Regions from separate parts of the Macaca mulatta genome. Here region 2 is linked to region 1. Evidence: chromatin contacts called from public Hi-C data. All regions are on one chromosome and are shown on one strand. The core of a region is the stretch at or near the end of the contact, and the rest is flanking DNA. Distances in the headings are between cores, read along the strand shown.

The links. A called contact is a pair of places that touch in the nucleus more often than the background predicts.
Region 2: a contact with region 1 is called in a Hi-C map of cortical neurons, with 4 times the contacts expected there. The contact joins the promoter of GRIN2D here to the promoter of EMP3 in region 1. A contact is called at or near these places in 3 of 14 Hi-C or Micro-C datasets (CD4 T cells, cortical neurons and liver).

What each region holds. Positions count from the first base shown.
Region 1 is chr19:60,783,081-60,789,580 of T2T-MMU8v2.0, forward strand. EMP3 (epithelial membrane protein 3) reads left to right here and starts at 1,680. Exons shown (of 5, transcript NM_001194829.1): 1 at 1,680-1,718; 2 at 2,508-2,600; 3 at 3,509-3,611; 4 at 5,393-5,533; 5 at 6,344-6,500. The coding sequence starts at 2,523.
Region 2 is chr19:60,842,697-60,849,177 of T2T-MMU8v2.0, forward strand. GRIN2D (glutamate ionotropic receptor NMDA type subunit 2D) reads left to right here and starts at 4,736. Exons shown (of 14, transcript XM_015124463.3): 1 at 4,736-4,938; 2 at 5,720-5,998. It overlaps KDELR1 (KDEL endoplasmic reticulum protein retention receptor 1), which reads right to left and starts at 2,250. Exons shown (of 5, transcript NM_001261069.1): 1 at 1,972-2,250; 2 at 1,143-1,243; 3 at 558-716. The coding sequence starts at 2,062.

The DNA.
Region 1 (6,500 bases), core at 430-2,929:
TTCTTTTTTTTTTTTTTTTTTTTTTTTTTTTTTGAGACGGAGTCTTGCTCTGTCGCCCAGGCTGGAGTGCAGTGGCCGGATCTCAGCTCACTGCAAGCTCCGCCTCCCGGGTTCACGCCATTCTCCTGCCTCAGCCTCCCGAGTAGCTGGGACTACAGGCGTGCGCCACATCGCCCGGCTAGTTTTTTGTTATTTTTTAGTAGAGACGGGGTTTCACCATGTTAGCCAGGATGGTCTCGATCTCCTGACCTCGTGATCCACCCGTCTCGGCCTCCCAAAGTGCTGGGATTACAGGCTTGAGCCACCGCGCCCGGCCTTTTTTTTTTTTTTTTTTTTTTGCCACAGAGTCTCACTTTGTCACCCAGGCTGGAGGGCAGTGGTGCAAACTCAGCTCACTGCAGCCTCCACCTCTCGCGTTCAAGCGATTCTTGTGGCTCAGCCTCCCGAGTAGCTGGGATTACAGTCGCCCGCCACCACGCCCGGCTCATTTTTGTATTTTTGATAGAGACGGGTTTCCACCATGTTGGCCAGGCTGGTCTCGAGCTCCTGACCTCAGATGATCTGCCCGTCTCGGCCTCCCAAAAGTGCTGGGATTACAGGCGTGAGCCACATTGTCCTGCCGAGTTTCACAAACTTCATCTCCCATCCTCTAACCCCCACCACGGGGCCAACTTCATCAGCCCAATCTCAATGCATGCCACAGAAATCTGGCCTCCTTTCCCAGACTCCTATCCAGCCCCAGGCTCCATCAGGGAAAGCAGACATCCGGTCCCAAGACAAGACCTCAAAACCCAAGGGTCCTGAGAATCGGGCCCTCCCACCCGTGACGCTTGCCCCTCCCCAGAGCCCCATTCCAAGAGTTTCTCCTCTCAACTCTGGGAGGGAGCCCCAGATGATGTCTGTCTGAGGGGATTGGGTGGGGGCCCAAAGAAAGAGGAACCGGAGTGCCTGGGCCCTCCCACTGGCGGCGGACCTCAGCTGGGCGCGGTGAGAGTGGGTTTATAAAAGGGTCAGTATATATTGCGAGGAGGAGAGAAAGAGAAACGGGAGCAAGAGAGAAGGCGGCCCAGACAGTGAGGGCAGGAGGAAGAGAGGAGAGGCAGAAGGAGAGAGAGCGAGAGAGAAAGGGTTCCGGATTGGAGGGGAGAGCAAGGGAGGAAGGCGGTGAGAGAGGCGGGGGCCTCCGGAGGGTGAAAGGAGGGAGGAGAAGGGCGGGGCACGGAGGCCCGAGCGAGGGACGAGACCGACTCCAGCTCTGACTTTTTCGCGGCTCTCGGTAAGTTTCCAGTCCGTTATTCAGGGCTGGGACTTCTTAATTTACTTGGGAATGTAGCAGTTTGGGAAGGACACCCCCAGGCTGGGAGAGACGCCCCTTACTCTTGGAAATCCTTGTCATTTAATAAGTGATCTCTTAGCACTTGAGGTGGGGATATGGGAAGGGGTGGGGCCCAGCAAAGTTTTGGGGTCCCAGCAGAGCCCTCCACCGAAAACTTCCTGCAGTTTTTTCCTCAGCGGTGTCCACTGTCCTCTGAGGGCCCTGAGATCAGGGCATTGCATGAGAACACCCCAAATCTGGGAGACCTCTAGGTCCCCTGTTCCTGGGCACCAAAGGGTCCTGGGAGGCTAACTCCTTCTCAGGCCTCTCTTCCCCGCAAGGCGAATCCCATCCATTTCCTCCAGAAGATGTCCAGCAATCACCAGTCTGGCAGCAGGGTGGGGTGAGGACCTCGTGGACATAGCCACAGGCTGGGGTTTCCCTGGTGCTTAGAGATGGGGGGGAGCAGGAATGAGTCACCAGATGACTCACCAGGTCCCCCTCCTCCCCTCACCCCAGGAGAGGAGTGGTGTGAGTCAAGGATGCCTGTCGCTGGGGACAGCTCCTCCATCCTGATACATCAGGGTTTGGGGCGGGGGTCTCAACTTGAATTTTCACCATCTGGCCTGTATGTAACCCAGAGACAGGGTTCTGGGGAGAAAGGAGCCACATTGTGAGTCCTCCTCATTCAAGGACCCCAAGAATCCACCTCTGGCCCTCTCCACCCCTCCAGCCAATGGGGAACTCAGGAATCCAGGCCCCAGCGGCCTCCTCCCTGAGAGACCCAGGAGTCTGCACCCAAGCCCTTCCTCCATCAGGAGACATCTCACCTGCCTTTGTGCCTTTTTTTTTTTTTTTTTTTTTTTTGAGACAGAGTCTTGTTCTGTCACCCAGGCTGGAGTGCAATGGCATGATCTCGGCTCATTGCAACCTTCGCCTCCCGGATTCCAGTGACTCTCCTGTCTCAGCCTCCTGAGTAGCTGGGATTACAGGCGTGCACCACCACACCCAGCTCATTTTGTATTTTTAGTAGAGATGGGGTTTCACCATGTTGGCCAGGCTGGTCTCGATCTCCTGACCTCAAGTGATCCGCCTGCCTCGGCCTCCCAAAGTGCTGGGATTATAGGCGTGAGCCACTGTGCCTGGGCTGTGCCAACCTCTTGAGACTCCGTCCCCTGCTCCCCCTCCCCAGGCTTCCACCGCAGCCATGTCACTCCTCTTGCTGGTGGTCTCAGCCCTTCACATCCTCATTCTCATCCTGCTTTTTGTGGCCACTTTGGACAAGGTAAGCCTATTTGGAGCTCAGGGCCCTTCTGCTCCCCTTTGGAATCTTGCCATGCCCCTCCTCTAAAGGCACTCTGGCCCCGCCCCTTTACCTAGTATTTATTTTATATTTTATTTTATTTATTTTTTTTTTTTAATTTTTTTTGAGACGGAGTCTGGCTCTGTCGCCCAGGCTGGAGTGCAGTGGCCGGATCTCAGCTCACTGCAAGCTCTGCCTCCCGGGTTTACGCCATTCTCTTGCCTCAGCCTCCTGAGTAGCTGGGACTACAGACGCCCGCCACCTCGCCCGGCTAGTTTTTTGTATTTTTTTTAGTAGAGACGGGGTTTCACCGTGTTAGCCAGGATGGTCTCGATCTCCTGACCTTGTGATCCGCCCATCTCGGCCTCCCAAAGTGCTGCGATTACAGGCTTGAGCCACCGTGCCCGGCCTTTATTTTATTTATTTTGAGACAGGGTCTCACTCTGTCCCCCAGGCTGGAGTGCAGTGGTGCGATCTCAGCTCACTGCAACCTTAGCCTCCCAGTTCAAGCGATTCTCCAGCCCCACGAGCACTGAGATTAGAGTCACCTGCCACCACGCCCGGCTAATTTTTTTTATTTTGGTAGAGACGGGGTTTCACCATGTTGCCCAGGCTGGTCTCGAACCCCTGGCCTCAAGTGATCCGCCTGCCTCAGCCTCCCACAGTGCTGGGATTACAGGCGTGAACCACCAGGTTAACCCTTTTAGCTCTACCTCCGATGCCTCCTCCCTAACCTGACCCTACCCCATCTCATACTAAATCCTAGCTCTCCCCAGTTCTGCCCCATCCCAGATACCCCACCCTTTTCCCAGCCCTTCCCACAGTCTCCCTGACCCTGTCCCCTCCCCTTTCCTAACCCTGCCCCTTGTTTCATTCTCTGTCCATCTCAGTCCTGGTGGACTCTCCCCGGGAAAGAGTCCCTGAATCTCTGGTACGACTGCATGTGGAACAATGACACCAAAACGTGGGCCTGCAGTAACGTCAGCGAGAATGGTGAGGGGTGAGGGCGGCGGGACTGGTCTTCAAAGGGGAAGAGAAACCCTTAGTGTCCTCAGGGAACCAAGATTGGGAACCCTCCCCCAACAAAGTTGGAGTGGGCGGGGTCCAGGCCTGAGTTGCTGAGTGCCTAGGGCTAATGCATGTCCCGCCTGTCTGGATGTACCTACGTGTTGGTTTTTTTTCTTTTTTTTTCTTTTTTTTGAGACGGAGTTTTCCTCTTGTTGCCCAGGCTGGAGTGCAGTGGCGCAATCTCGGCTCACTGCAACCTCTGCCTCCCAGTTCCGAGCAATTATCCTGCCTCAGCCTCCCGAGTAGCTGGGACTGCAAGTGTGTGCCACCACGCCTGACTAATTTTGTATTTTTAGTAGAGACAGGGTTTCACCATGTTGGCCAGGCTGGTCTTAAACTTCTGACTTCAGGTGATCCACCTGCCTCGGCCTTCCAAAGTGCTAAGATTACAGACGTGAGCCACCGCGTCCAGCCAGTAGCTCCTGTTCTGAAGAGGCCATATAGATAAAAGCCTCCTTCTCTGACTCAGAAAGGGTGAGACGGCATGCTATAGGTTTAAAGAGAGAGGGGAGGCCAAGGCGGGTGGATCATGAGGCCAGGAGTTTGAGACCAGCCTGGCCAAGATGATGAATTCCCGTCTCTACTAAAAATACAAAAAAATTAGCCGGGCATGGTGTCATACGCCTGTAGTCCCAGCTACTCGGGAGACTGAGGCAGGAGAATCGCTTGAACCGGGAGGTGGAAGTTGCAGTGAGCTGAGATTGCACTACTGCACTCCAGCCTGGGCGACAGAGTAAGACTCTATCTTAAAAAAAAAAAAAAAAAAAAAAAAAAAAAAAAAAAAAAAAGAATAGAGAAAAACCTCCCAAGATTCTGATCCCAAGAGTATTTTTCAAAAGCCTTAAGGAGATGGGGCTGGTGCTCTGAATGGATGCTTGGGACCATTTCATTCCAAGTTCCAAGGGAATGGGGCTGAAACCACTTAAGGTGCTAAAGGGGTGGGGCCAGGTGCATTGGAGTTCTAAAGAAATAGAGCTGCATCTATCTAAAGTTCTATGTGAAAGATTTAATGCAAAACTAAGATTAAAGGAAGTGGTGTGCTCTTACCACTTCTATTCAACGTTTTACTGGAGTAGCCAATGCAAGAAGGCAAGAAAAATAAATAAAAGGCATGGGAAATAAATTAGGAAAAAGTGTCTCTATTCCCAGTAAACATGTTGTAGAAAATCCATTAAAATTCTGCAAAGTGGACAGGCACAGTGGCTCGCACCTGTAATCCCAGCACCTTGGGAGGCTGAGGAGGAAGGATCACTTGAGCCCAGGAGTTCAAGACCAGCCTGGACAACATAGGAAAACGCTGTCTCTACAAAAAATTTAAAAATTACCCACGTGTGGTGGCTTGTGCCTGTGACCCCAGCTACTCAGGAAGCAGGGGTGAGAGAATTTCTTGAACCCTGGAGGATGAGGCTGCAGTGAGCTATGATTGCACCACTGAACTCCAGCTTGGGCAACAGAGCAAGACCTGGTCTCAAAAAAAAAAAAAAAAAAAAAAAAAAAACCATCTGCAAAGCAACTACTAGAACTGAGACAGGAATTTAGCAAGGTAACAGGGCTCAAGGTCAACATAAGCAATAATCTAAGTGAGCTTGTATGGGTCTAAACAGGAGCAGGGATGGGGCAGAGAAGGGTCACATGGTGAGCAATCAGGTGGAGCTGGCACTCTGGACCCACCGTGATTGTCCCCTTCTGTGTCCTCCTTACTGCAGGCTGGCTGAAGGCGGTGCAGGTCCTCATGGTGCTCTCCCTCATTCTCTGCTGTCTGTCCTTCATCCTGTTCATGTTCCAGCTCTACACAATGCGACGAGGAGGTCTCTTCTATGCCACCGGCCTCTGCCAGCTTTGCACCAGTAAGCACTGCCCCTCCCCATCCCTAATCCCCCAAGAATTGAGCAGAAGGGAAGTGGGGTGCGTCAAGATGCTGGGGGCCCTGAGAATGGGCCTCTCGCAGAAGAAAACAATTTTCAACACCCCAAGAGCACGAGAGGTGCCTCCGTGGGCTACCTCTCTGCCCCCAGGGATTGCTGGGACTTGTAGTTTTCAGTGGCTAATGATAGTTGTGGCTTGTGCCTATGAGTCATCAGGGAACTTAGAGCTTCAGGGAGCCGGGGCTGGGGAAGGAGGTATAGGTAAATAGTTTTGGTCCCAGGGATTGGGGGTGACGTTGGGGGATAAGCTAATTAGTACCTCAGTAGAGAGCTCTGAATCATAATAGTAATGGTATTTATGTCAGTCAACTGCTGTTTCTCGCGTTCCTATTGTGCATCAGACACTTCAAGGAGTTTTGCTTACTTTTTAATTTTTTGACTTAAGGTGCAAAGGGCTAACTTAATCATAGTCCTTAGTCTGGGGAACATTATTTTTCTACGTTCTTGCAAAGCCTCTCTCTTGCTTTATTAATTTACTACTGCATGTTTGTCTTATAGAAACACATTCAAAAGTATTCCTTGGATGGATAGATATTATCGGACCTAGAGAGATTAAATCGGTTACCTAAGGCCGCGCTGCAGTTGCACGGCGCTGGGGAGAGAGAACCACAACTCCCAGAGGGCAACGGCGCTGCCCACTCGCCCTCCGGCGTTTCTTTGCCCCCGTGGGATATTGGGAAATGTAGTCTTCTTGAGGGGCACTGCGTGACGCGTGGTTTTCGTCTTCCGCAGGCGTGGCGGTGTTTACTGGGGCCTTGATCTATGCCATTCACGCCGAGGAGATCCTAGCGAAGCACCCGCGAGGCGGCAGCTTCGGATACTGCTTCGCCTTGGCCTGGGTGGCCTTCCCCCTCGCCCTGGTCAGCGGCATCATCTACATCCACCTGCG
Region 2 (6,481 bases), core at 3,486-5,985, 63 kb after region 1:
TGGCTCACACCTATAATCCCAGCACTTTGGGAGGCCAAGAGAGGCAGATTATTTGAGCCCAGGAGTTTGAGACCAGCCTGGTCAACATGCGAAACCCTGTCTCGACTAAAAATACAAAAATTAGCAGAGCATGGTGATGTGCACCTGTCTTCCCAACTACTCGGGAGGCTGAGGCAGGATAATTGCTTGAACCTGGGAGGCGGGGGTTGCAGTGAGCTGAGATCGTGCCACTGCACTTCGGCCTGGGCAACAGAGTGAGACTCTGCCTCCAAAAAAAAAAAAGGATCCCTAAGCCTCAGTTTCCTCATCTGTAAAATGGGGCTGCTGAGAAAGGTAAGTAGGTGAAATGCTTAGGGTAGTGACTTGTGAGACATAGTGAGTCTTGCTGCTGTTGTGTGAATCTCCTCTGACCCCACAGCCCATGCACTGAACTTATGCGTCCTAAAATAAGGCAGTTTGGGCATAGCCTGCAGAAGGAAGCCTGTGAGAGGGTCTCCTGTCACCGCTACTCTGCCACAACCATCCCCCCAAATAAGGAGTCACAGCAAGGCGCCTACCTCCAGAGGGGTGAAGTCATGATTGACCAGGAATGCCAGAATGGCTGTGGGAACGACCAGGAACTCCACTCTGAATGTGTCATGGTTCCCATCGTAAGTGGCTTTGAACTTGCTATAAATCAACCAGACCGTGGTGAAGGAGCAGGCTATGTAGACCACCTGAGGAGGAGGATGATGAGAAGGGGCCTCAACTCACAGGCCAGGGTCTGTGCCCCAGCAGGCTCAGACCCAGGAGTCCAGACCCCTCCCTCAGACCCAGGAGTGCAGGTCCCCAGCCCCTCCTCCCTCAGACACAGGAGTCCAGGCCCCCAGCCCCTCCTCCCTCAGACACAGGAGTGCAGGCCCCCAGCCCCTCCTCCCTCAGACCCAGGAGTGCAGGCCCCCAGCCCCTCCTCCCTCAGACACAGGAGTGCAGGCCCCCAGCCCCTCCTCCCTCAGACCCAGGAGTGCAGGCCCCCAGCCCCTCCTCCCTCAGACCCAGGAGTGCAGGCCCCCAGCCCCTCCTCCCTCAGACTCAGGAGTCTGGGACCCACACCCGGCTCCAGTGCTTCAGTGGGGGCCAGAGGGGTGGGGAGGAGTCTCTACCTTCATACACGTGTTGTAGAGTGAGATGTAGTTGGTGAAGAGGTCCAGATATCGGGCAGTGAACACCACAGCAAACAGGACCTGGCTCTTCCCTGAAATTCCTGTGGTCCAGAGAGAGACAGAGAGAGGGAAAGAGAGAGAGGGAGACAGAGAGAGAGCGAGCAAGAGAGAGAGGAGGCTGGGGGTGGGCTGCATGGGCAATAAACTAAGGCACGGCGCCCGGGACCAGCCTGGAGGCAGCTCTGGAGTGCAGCTGTCCCCGGAGGCCTCCCCAGCCCGCCCCGCCTCATCAGGGCCCTTTCCCACGGCCCACAGCCAGGGGGCAGCCCAGGCCCCCGAAGCTACTCCAGCCCGAGGCTCCGTCCCAGACTAGGCCTCATGGCCACCCCTGACCCCCTCAGGGTCCTCCTTCAGTCCGGACCTGAGGTGGGGCCTAGGGAGGACCTCCCCTGACCTCAGCCCCCCGATCTGGTCACCTTCCTCCCGTTCCCTTCCTGGCCGCCACGGTCCACGTCACCAACTCACAGCCACCTCCCCGCCTGCCATGGTTCCCTGTTCCCGGTCCGTGAACCCTCGGGCTGCCCAGACTGAGGCTGGGGGTGGCTGAATTGGGGGCCTAAAGCCATTCACATCAAACTGTATGCACCCCCGCCAGTCTGGGGAAGGGAGCTGATCCCCTGGAGACCCAGAACCTAGAAGAGAGATCCCCCAGCAAGCAGTGGGGGTGGAACCTGTGCCCCTAGTGCCCCCAAACCCTGCCTGAGTCCTGGGACGCCCCCAACCCCCGCCCTCAATCTCTCTCCTTCGCCAGCCCTGGTGGGCCTCTCACCGGCACACGAGCGGGACTTCCAGATTTTGAGCAGTAGCAAGATGATGGCGAGGAGGTGGGAGAGGTCTCCCAGGAATCGGAAGAGATTCATGGCTGGGGGGCCCTGGCAGGGCTGAGTGGGAGGGAGGCAGGCTGGCGGGGGGCTGCCCCCCGAGGCTGCTGGTCTGAACGGGAGGCTGGGCTGGGGGAAAGGGAGAGGGACCCTAGGTGGGCTCCGCTCCGGGGAGGGGACTCTGGGAGGGGGAGCAAAGGCCGGAGCTGGCGGCGGAGCTGGAGCCGGGAAGAGGGAGGAGAGCGGGAGGGGGAGGAGTCCGGGCCGGGAGGCTCCGCCCCCGAGGGCGGGGCCCGGATCCCCGGCGCCCCCTATCGTCCACCTCCTGCTTTGCCGTAGCGGCGCTAAATGCACCCCCAAAGCTGCCCCTTAGGAACTTGGGAGGGTCGCAGGGTTCGGAAAGTGCCAAATCCGGCACCGGCTTGCCCAGGCAGTCTGTGTCTCTGGAAGGGACGCAGTCTAGTACACCACCCTCAGCCCTTGCAGGGATGTAGAGGCTGCCCTCTGAGCTTTAAAAATCCTGCAGGAACCCAGAGGCTCAGCTGCCAGCTTCTGCCCCTTTCAGGCACTCTAGCTCCAATCCCCCAGAAGACAAGAAAGATACCCCACCCACTTCCTCCCCTAGACCCAGGACTCAAGGCCCCAGCCCGTTCGTCAGACCCAGCAGTCTAGGTCCCCAGCCCCTCCTCCCTCAGACCCAGGAGTCCAGGCCCCCAGCCCCTCCTCCCTCAGACCCAGAAGTCCAGGCCCCCAGCCCCTCCTCCCTCAGACCCAGGAGTCCAGGCCCCCAGCCCCTCCTCCCTCAGACCCAGGAGTCCAGGCCCCAGCTCCCTCCTCCCTCAGACCCAGGAGTCCAGGGCCCCCAGCCCCTCCTCCCTCAGACCCAGGAGTCCAGGCCCCCAGCCCCTCCTCCCTCAGATCCAGGAGTCCAGATCCCCAGCCCCTCCTCCCTCAGACCCAGGAGTCCAGGCCCCCAACCCCCTCCTCCCTCAGACCCAGGAGTCCAGGCCCCCAGCCCCTCCTCCCTCAGACCCAGGAGTCCAGGCCCCCAGCCCCTCCTCCCTCAGACCCAGGAGTCCAGGCCCCCAGCCCCTCCTCCCTCAGACCCAGGAGTTCAAGACCCCCAGGTCCTCCTCACTCAGACCCAGAAATCCAGACACCCAGCCCTCCTCCCTCAGACCCAGGAGTCCAGGCCTCCAGCCCCTCCTCCCTCAGACCCAGGGGTCCAGTCCCCACAGCCCCTCCTCCCTCAGACCCAGGAGTCCAGACACCCAGCCCTCCTCCCTCAGACCCAGGAGTCCAGACACCCAGCCCTCAGACCCAAGAGTCCAGGCCCCAGCCCCTCCTCCCTCAGACCCAAGAGTCCAGGCCCCCAGCCCCTCCTCCCTCAGACCCAGGAGTCCAGACCCCCAGCCCCTCCTCCCTCAGACCCAGGAGTCCAGACCCCCAGCCCCTCCTCCCTCAGACCCAGGAGTCCAGGGCCCCAGCCCCTCCTCCCTGAGACTCAGCAGTCCAGGGCCGCAGCCCTTTTCCCTCCTAGGATGCTGTTCTTTGGAACTTAGGGTCCCACCCCCACCATCTTATGGCTCAAGCTTCCTAACCTTAAGAATCTAGATCTACGGTTTCTTTCTCCCTGTACGACCCACACATTTAGGCCCTGATTCTCTTCTTTTTCAGGAATGTGCACCTCACTCTGCTCTCCCAGACCTTGAGGATGAAGGAAACAGGAACCCCACCCAGGAAGCTCAAGGCTGAAACTCTGACCCAAACTATCTCAGGAGCCCCTGGCCCTGGCTTCCTCCCTGCTCCAGAATTTCTGCCCTGCCCACACACACACACACCCTCTTCCACCCACAGAGGCCCAGCGGTCCTGCCCCATGCTCTACCCTAGAGCCGCACCGGTGGCTTTATAAAAGTGCCGGGCCCAGCCCCCTAGGAGGGGAATAGTGGGCATCTGGGTGTGGGACCCTCGGGGAACAGCCTGTGGTCTGGACTCCTGCGTCTACGAGGAGACAGATGCTGCTTCCCTTCTGGATGATGGGGTACCCACAGGTGATGGAGGCCAGGGTCCCTCAATAAAAGAAGGGGAGCAGGCATGTTGGTTTCTTCAGAGGGTTGGAAGGACTGGGTCCAAGGGGGACATCCACGAGTCTTGGGTCCCTGAAGGTGGCTTGTACTGGGGGAGAGTGGATGACAGAGTCCTTGAAAGAGACTCTGACTTGGAGGCGGGCCCCAAATCCCTGGGTCCCAGTGGAGAGGGGACTCCTGGGTCTGAGGGAGAAGGGACTGGGGGGCGGGACTCCTGGGTCCACGGCGGAGACCTGGTTTGCAGGCCTGGCCTTGTGGGGCAATAAAAGCCACAGATTGGGTCTTAGTATGGCGAACACTGAAGTCAGGGAAAGGCCTCCTGTTTCCAGAGCCTCAAGGCAGGGATGGGGCAGAAGGCAACAACCCCCAGACCTGAAGTCTAGCTCTGAAGCTGATGTCTCCATACCGGGTTCTGAGTCCCTGCTCAGTCCCCAACCCGACTTCTTCCTTCCGTTTTATTTTCAGCCCCTCACTCCCCTGTCCCAGGAGGAAGGCAGAGGCTGGTAGCCGGGGTGGGGGGCGGCCCCCTCCCCAAGCCTAGCAGGAGGAGGGGTCCCCAGGGAGGCCAGGAGGGGGGGCTGTGGGTCTCCCGGCAGTGGCGGACGGGGACTGAATGTTAATCGCATCCCGAGTGAGTGTGTGTGTGCGAGAACACAGCAAGTGTGTGAGTCCCTCCCGCTCCGGCTCCTCCAAGCAGCGGCCGCCGCCGCCACCCTCGCCCGCAGCCTCCCGCAGCCTCCCTCGGCCACCGGTGCCCTGCTGGGGGGTGTCGCCTGGGTGGGTCCGCCTGGCCCCCAGGGGTCTCTTGAGCGTCTGCCATCTGCCCGGTGAGGATCTGTATGTCCGGGTGTCTGAGGCTGGCTGGTGGAGGGGGGGTGTGTCTGTAAGCGCTGCGGCGGTGGAGGGAGGGAGGGGTCTGTCTGTCTATACCGACCCTGAGCCGCCTGCCTGGGTGTCATGGGGCCCCCACTCCTTCCCCCCGGCCCCCCCAAAGCCAGATGGATGGTGTGTACCTGGGTTCTGTGCCTCCTGCCTGCGTCCGGCCAGGCGTCTGGGCGTCCCCGGCTGCCTGTGTCCTCCTGTCTGTCCAAACAGCCCCTATTGGCAGTGGCAGCCTGGCCCCCATTAGACCCCCCACTCTGTGTGTGTGTGTCTGTGTGTGTCCCTCCTCAAGCTCTGGGGGTGTTGGGGAATCCCAGGGAAGTGAGGTCGTGCATGTGTGCGTGTGTGTGTTTCTGCCTGTGTTTGAGAGTGGGGGTATCTGGGGGGGTCTGGAGGTGGCCAAGCGAGGAAGGGAAAAGCAGTTCCCTAAGCAGGCAATCTCCCGCTCCTCACACACACACACACACTAGCCACCAGCTTCAGAGGTGACCCAGACAGACAGACAGACACAGACGCTGGAAGGGGGGGTGGGGGGGCTGAGGGCACAAAGCGGGGGTGCGAGTGAGCCAGGGAGAGGCGGGACTGGACACATGGAAAGGGGGGAGGAGCCGGGGCTGAAGCGGCAGAGGGGGGCACCCCGGGTGGGCGGAGGGGGGATCCCCACGGGGTCGGGGCAGCAAGAGGACACCCCGACAGCCTCCGCAATGTCCGGGGCCCAACTTCCAGAGCAACATGTGTAGCCACGTCCTCGCCTAGTCCAGGTGGCCGCAACCTTGGGGGAGAGACAGGGCAGGACAGGACCAAGGAAGAGGAAGGAGAGACGGAGCCAGGGACAGACAGGAGGTCTGGGCTGCCGCTGCTGCCGCCACCACCACTGCTGCCGCCCCGGGGCCTGCCCCCCGACATCGGCTCTCTGAGCCCTCCTCGGAATCTTGGGGTCACTGGACACCGGGTTCCGGTCCTGGCCCCCCCACCATCCCCCCAACAGAACAGGGTCATGAAAAGGTAAGGCGGGGACAGGGGATGCAGGGGTGGTGGTGGGAAATGTGGACCCCCAAATCTAGGACAGGGGAAGTTGGCCAGGAGCCTCTTGGAGGGAGGGGGGTTGAATGGTGGGCAGGGGTCTTGACCCCCACCTAGCTCCCCTGTCCCTCAGGGACTCTCCTCCACCCTGTCTCTCTCTCCCTCTCTGAGCCCCTTTTTCCTAGGTCCCTACACCTCAGACCTTTCACGCCCCCCATTTCTCTGACACTTGACTCCCTCTCCCCAGCCGCACATACCTGATGCCCCATATCCCTGTGCCTCCATCTATCTCACTTCTCCCTGTACCCCCCTCCCTGCATCAGTCCTCCCCATCGCCGGCCGGCCCTCTCCCTCTCTCCTCTCGCTCTCCCCTCCCATGTCAGAGCTATGAGTCTGCTATTAATACCCCTGCCAAGGACCTTGAGGGCATCCAGGCCCCCAGCACCCCTCGCCCCAAGCTCCCAC